Linked DNA regions of Ovis aries: region 1 is linked to region 2. Evidence: chromatin contacts called from public Hi-C data. All regions are on one chromosome and are shown on one strand. The core of a region is the stretch at or near the end of the contact, and the rest is flanking DNA. Distances in the headings are between cores, read along the strand shown. Region 1 holds the start of CCDC148 (coiled-coil domain containing 148). Region 2 has its middle 47 kb from the start of DAPL1.

Region 1 (2,967 bases), core at 229-2,728, 340 kb after region 2:
CATTCCTCGCATTCCTGCACAGTCTGTCGCCAGCCGAAGAGCCCGCGGTGCGCGTCCCCCCCGGACACACACACCTGCTTACTGCTGCGCCCCGCGCGGCCACGGCCGCCGCGGCGCCTCTACTGCCCGCTCTCGCTGTTTGTCGCACTCAGCCAACAACGCAGCCAAATTTCGGCCCAACCGCTCAGCCCCTCGCTTCCCGGGTAGAGGGGGAAAGAGAGAAGGGTGGGCAGCGCCAGCGGCGGGCAGGGACACTCTATCCGCCTGGGGGTGCCGCAGCTCCTCTTCAACTCCTGGCAGGGAGAGAAGGAAGCGGCCGCGCAAGAGGGCAGCCGGGGAAGCTTGCGGCTAGAGAACCGGGAGGGGTGGAGCGTGAGCATACGCGGCGAGGAGAGAGGGGCGCACTGGACAGGGTGGGTGGGCAGGACCAGCTAGAAGCGCGGGACTCCGGGCAAACGCAAGACAGCACTGGCAGAAGGGACGTGGGAGGGGGGGGGCGGGGCAAGGTGCAGGAGTTGGGGCTGGAGAGAAGGACGGGCCGCCCTGGGGGTTCGCGAAGACGGGCGCCCAGGGGTGTTGGGGGCGCGAGGCGGCGTACCAGGGGGGCAGGAGAGGGGAAGCCTCCCGGCAGACGTCCAGGAGGGCTCGGCGTGGCGCTCAAGTTTGGGGCTGCGGGCCCTAGATCCAAAAAGGCCAATGCGGGGTGGGGTCGTGCGCTGCGTGTAGGGGAGACCAGGGGAAGAGTAATCACCGGGAAAAGCAAATGGAGGGTGAAACTTGTGCGCCTACCGGGGGGAGGGGAGCAGGCAGGCGAGTGCGGGCAGGAACACGAGGCGGGGCAGGAAAGCCGAGGCGGCCGCGAGGCGGTGAGGACGGAGTAACGGGAGGGAGGCGCCCGTCCCCGTCCCTCCCCGCGCCCCTCGCAGGCAAGTCCCATCTCCGGCCCGAGGGGGCGAGGGCCGGGGGTCTTGTGAGCCGGAGTCTCCGCGCCTTCCCGCAAGCCCGCACACTTACTTTCCAGGTTAGGCAGCAGCCGCCGTCGCTCCGGGGATCAGGAACATCGGCGCGGTGGGGTCGCCGCTGCGGCACTCGAAAAAATTAAAAAAGTGCCGCGGCCGAGCGGCTGCCCGCCCCTCCCTCCCCCACCCGCCCCCTACCCCGAAGCGGCTCTCCCACCACCCCTGGCGGCGGCGGTGGCCAACTTGCCCCGCTACCCCTTGCCCATGGTGCCGCCTCCGCGGCCGGCGTCGACGCGGACTCAGCCCCGGAGCCCCCTCTACTGCCCAGAGGCCGCCGCCGCCCGCCCAGCACTCAGCCCGCCTGCCCAGCCAGCACCAGGCTCCCGGGAACGTCAGCACGCCGCCGTCTCCGGACCTGCTCCCTGCCTACCCCATTGGTCGGAAGGAGAAGGCTGGCTCTTCCCATTGGACCGGCCCTCATATTGAACTGACCAATGGGAACTGAGGTTTCAGGTCGCCATAGAGACCGATGCTGTTAAGAGCGAGAGGGCCTGGAGAAGGTGGGGAGTGAGGATGAAGGTGTCTCTGGCTTTGGGTGCGGGAGGGGGTGGAGGAAAGAGCTACCGAGGGATTCCTGAGTGCTGATTGAAATTGGGACAGCTTTCGCTTTGTCTCCCTGTCAAACCCAGTTGTGCATGGAAGGGTTAGTCCGTCGCGTCAAAGGCAGGGACAGCTGAGCCCCTAGAGGAATCCTTGAGAACCTGGGAGTGGGCATTTCACTTTTTCTGCGATTAGGGAGTCCCTCGGCCTCTGCCCTTTGGCCTTTGACACGTGTGCACCTTCTGCTTCTCCAGGTGAGTTTGCACCCCATCCCTTAAATCATTGCTTCTTCCTGACGTCACTGACCCACATCAAATCTACTTGTTCTTCCCAACCACTCCCCCTTCCCTGGGGTGGATCTTGCATCAAAATTTTGGGTCTAAAGACTTAAAAGGAGACTAAACATCATTCAAAGATTTCCTTTGGATGATATTTTTATGAGGAAACAGGCTGACGTGTTGTATGATGGATGTCATCTAGTCAGTGCATGAGATGTGTTCCCTGCTTCCCAAAGAAAACCTCTAATCTCTCCACTGAAGGATATTTATTAAACGCCCATCTGTGTGTGCATTCTGCACTATAAGCTTGACAGGTGCATGCTCTTTCCCCTAAGAGTTTACAAGGTGGGGCAAGACACAGGCAATTGATCCTTCATGTCTTCTGATGATTTCACAAGGGAGTAAAGGAAATAGATTACACTTGGTAGATTTTGTTTTCTGCCTATTTTCAAGTTTGCCTCTAAATTTGATAAATAAACTGAGACATGGAGTCACATAGAAAATCTTGAGCTTTAATTACAAGTGCTTTGCTTTCATTTAAAGTCACTTTGCTAGTTCGTAAATACAGATTGCTTTTTGTAAGTAATTTTCATATCTAGATACTAGCTATTAAAATAGAACTTTGTGAACATACTGGGCTTTTAAGCATTATATTGTTTTGTGATATAGTCACTGATATTCTTATGTTCCTTCTTTTTGTTGATTTTGCCATTTTTACACTATTTTTTTAATTAAGAAGACTATGTTTAGGCTACTGCCCTTCAATTTGAAGGGACCATATTGTATGAAAAAACTGATAGAATTTTGGAAATTACAAATATTTTGTTAAGAGCAACAGATTAATGTGTGTGCAAGCCACATATGTCTTTCTACTGTCCTGAATTTTAAGTTGGATAATATGCTACTGTTTGTTATCTTGCCATAATTAAAAATTACAAAAATAAACAAGAATTGTTCAGTGGTACCTTAATTAGAAAGTGTCTTCCGCAGTTTGTAGTAAAATTTGAACTTTGTCCATAATCCTATGCAGGATTGGACTGTGAAACAAATCAGCTAAACATATGAGTGCTCCCCCCTAAATATTTATAGAATTGGAAAGAAACCAGCAGGGACTTTGGAGTGCTGTCTCA
Region 2 (3,263 bases), core at 591-3,090:
TCCTGCAGCCCACTTCAGAACCTTTGTTCACTGTCCATTTATCAAAAGGCATCAAAACGTGCTAGGCCCCAGGAAAGCAAACGTAAATCAGATCACATCCTGTTCTCAACGTGTCCCTGTGTAAGATGAAGCATGTCAGGAAGCCACATACCTGGATTATTTTGGAGGAAAGACATCTCCATGGAAGGGGATATAACATTTGTTTATAGGCACACATGACAGATGTGGAGAAGAGCAGTTATAGATGCTTTATTTTGGTTTTATTTTGTCAGGTGGGTCTCATCCTTTGACGAACAGCTAAATATTTTTCAAATGTGTCGGCAGTTTTAGGGCTGTTATAATACTTATTTTTCTAGTACCAATAGAAGGGCAGTAGATTAGGTCAGGGAGAAGGATTTGACTATTGAGATTTTCTCAATTGAAGTTATTTCACCATTAAAAAAAATAATTAAAAAGGCCTTTATGTATGGGAGAGGCAACTTAGGATAGGATAAGAAGGTGAGATTTGCAATTAAAGTCCTGGGTTTGAGTCCCAGTGTTGCTACTCATTTGTCGTATTAAAACGGACAAGTCCCTGGACCTGGGATGCTCACCGGGGTCTGTCTTTGCTGTCACATCCCTATCTTGAGGAATTTAAATAGCTAAATCTGGAGGCATTTCAACAGCTTATTACGCTAGTCTGAGATGGAAGGCTTTGTTCTTGAACCCTGAGGTCACAGTCTTCCCCTCTGAGTTCAGATGGCCTGCTGTGAAAGCTATCCTGCTCTTGTCAGTATGGTGTGAATTTCGGCCTTCAGGCTAGAGTTGCTGTTAAGGTGGGCAGTTGTCTCTGAACACCCAAGCCTGAACATCTGCTTTAACCAAGGTTAGGTTGTGCAGCTTCACCTTCTAGAGTCCCCCACAGAAGTCTGGTTAGATTTGGATAATTATGCTCCATTCCCTTCCCCTGATACCTGTGGGCCCATCAGGCTTACTTTCTTGTGCTTCTTCAAGCCTCCCCACTCCTGTGCCCTCCTGCTAGTTTCACTTTTGCACTGACTGATGAAGAGTTTTGAGATGCCCCCAGAGGACCCCTGACTCACTAGTGGGCCTTACAGACTCATCTGAAATCTTGATGGGATTGTGGTGGGGCAAGCCCAGGGACACTTACATGTGAAGGTGTGGCCAGCCTTCTCTCACCTGGCTTTCTCACTTTTCCGTTTGTTCTTTTCATCTTCCCTTAGGCTGCAATTTAAAAAATAAGAGATCCTTCCCCAGGGTCTAGCCAGAACCATTGTGTCCACTCAGGCCTCAGCTTCTTATCAAATATTTTCCTATCAGAAACAGCCTCTCTTCCCAGGGGGGTTCTTGCTTTGGGAATCCACCTAATCCTTAGGGGCTCAGGCTTGGAGGCCAGTCCCAGGGCAACGTCAGTGAAACCTGCCAGATTTTGAGGACGGCCTGGATGTCCCTTTTAACACCCATGACCTGTACTTGGTACTTTACGTAAAACTCTAAAGCAAGTGACTTTCCACCATAACGTTTATCATTAAAGTGTTCTGAGGCATTCTGTTTCTGAATCCCACACTCCCTGCAGATTTTCTGCAGACAGGACCATCTGGTGGGACTTCCTCCAGATGACCACAAGAGGGCACATGATTGCCAGCTCATAAGGCCCTCTGCACAGCCAACAGCCGATTCCTGGGGCTTTGCTATAGAAAGGACAGTTTCTGTTTGTTTGTTTGTTTTCCCTCAGAAACAGGAGGAAAGCAGTTGAAATTCCCGGGATGCAGCTAAGGCATTTTCTACGGCATCCATCTGTGAAATGCTGGCTGCGAGAAAGACATTCTGGCGGGCAAAGGAAAGACCGCACTCTCTGTTCCTCTCGCGTAGTCCCAGCCCAGGGAGAAGAAAAGGGCTGCAGAGAGTTGAACAAATCATTTTTGTTGTTCCTGAGATTACTAGAGGAATATGCTGGTAGGCTACATGTGTCTAGCAGGCCTCATGGTATAGTGTAAATAAAGTATTTTTGAATTAGGTCTATATGGTATTCTCTTCCCTTTCCCAGGCTTCCTGTCAGGAGGGCTGCTGGCAACCCTGGAGAAACTCCAACAGTAACTTGATGCGAGCTCAAGAGGTGTTAGGATTGTCCCTTGGACTGGGGCCCTCGGGCCCTGATTTCAGATGAAGGGTGATAAGACACTATTCTGGAGGGGAACATGGAGACAGTGATGGGATGGGAAAGTTAATTGGGGTGAGTAAACATGTGTAGGTCAAAGGTTAGAAGTGACCTTTTAAAGATCAAAATTAGATTGCTTAACTTCTAAAGTAGTAGACAAAAATTCAACTATAAGTGAAAATGAAAGAAGAAAAAAAGAAATTAAAAACAAAAAACCTGTACTATCAATGAGAACTCTCAGCTCAGATGTTGAACTAAGTCCTCATAAAACAGTACGAAATGTTCCCCAGCTCCAGCACCTACCAACTCTGTGACCTTGGGCTGGATACACAATTTCTCTGAACTTCAGTTTCCTCATCTCTAATATGGGGAAAACTATCATGGTTACCAGTTGGCTAAGAAGCGTAAATGGCATAATGTGCCTGAGAGTGCTCTCCCACGTGGCTCTCTGTAGACAGTGAATATTCTAGTTCTCTCCTCTCTTCTCCCTCTTTAGCAAGTTTAGCTTATAAACACTTACTCATTCAAGAATATTTCCTGAGTACCTGTATCAGTTAGGTTGCTTTCAATGGCAAGTGACAGAAAACCTCACCTAAATGGCAGTAAACAATAAGGAAAAGGTATTATCTCATTGGGCTTCCCTGGTGGCTCAGATGGTGAAGATCTCCCTGTAATGCAGGAGATCTGGTTCAATCCCTGGCCTGGGCAGGGCAGTTCTAGGGTGAGTTACTTTGGAGTCTTAGCAGAATTACCAAGGACTTGACTCCTTCACTGGTTTAGCTCCTTCATCCTCAGCAAGTTTGCGTCTGTCCTGGTGTCTGCCTCTCCAAGGCTGCAGAACAGTGGCTGCCCACTCACCTGGAAGCAGGCCTGGGCTTTTTCCTCTCACACAACTCTTCAGAATTCTCTTCGAACTGTTTTCCAGAAGTTGCCCCAACAGACCTTATCTCATGCCTCATGGACCAAAAGTGGGTTACTTTGCTCCTCCCTGAATCAGTTCCTAGTGAGATGAATGAGCTTCTGTGATTGGAATGGACCAGTTGTCATCCACCCTGAGATGTCCCTTCAGTTCAGTTCAGCTCAGTCTTTTCTGACTCTTTGCGAC

Evidence for each region. Hi-C and Micro-C count contacts between places; a contact is called where the count stands out from the background.
Region 1: a contact with region 2 is called in a Hi-C map of hypothalamus, with 2.7 times the contacts expected there. The contact joins the promoter of CCDC148 here to the enhancer-like site in region 2. A contact is called at or near these places in 4 of 16 Hi-C or Micro-C datasets (hypothalamus, muscle, omental adipose tissue and 1 more).

The regions. Positions count from the first base shown.
Region 1 is chr2:151,255,027-151,257,993 of ARS-UI_Ramb_v3.0, forward strand. CCDC148 (coiled-coil domain containing 148) reads left to right here and starts at 1,479. Exons shown (of 16, transcript XM_060409905.1): 1 at 1,479-1,813. It overlaps PKP4 (plakophilin 4), which reads right to left and starts at 1,344. Exons shown (of 20, transcript XM_060409902.1): 1 at 1,015-1,344.
Region 2 is chr2:150,914,716-150,917,978 of ARS-UI_Ramb_v3.0, forward strand. No RefSeq gene overlaps it. Among named protein-coding and RNA genes, the nearest start is that of DAPL1, 47 kb to the left of the region's middle. Within about 2 kb of position 1,841, at least 5 of the 54 cell types and tissues checked have an H3K27ac peak or open chromatin away from gene starts, as enhancers often do. A contact at or near this core is called in hypothalamus, where this site is marked.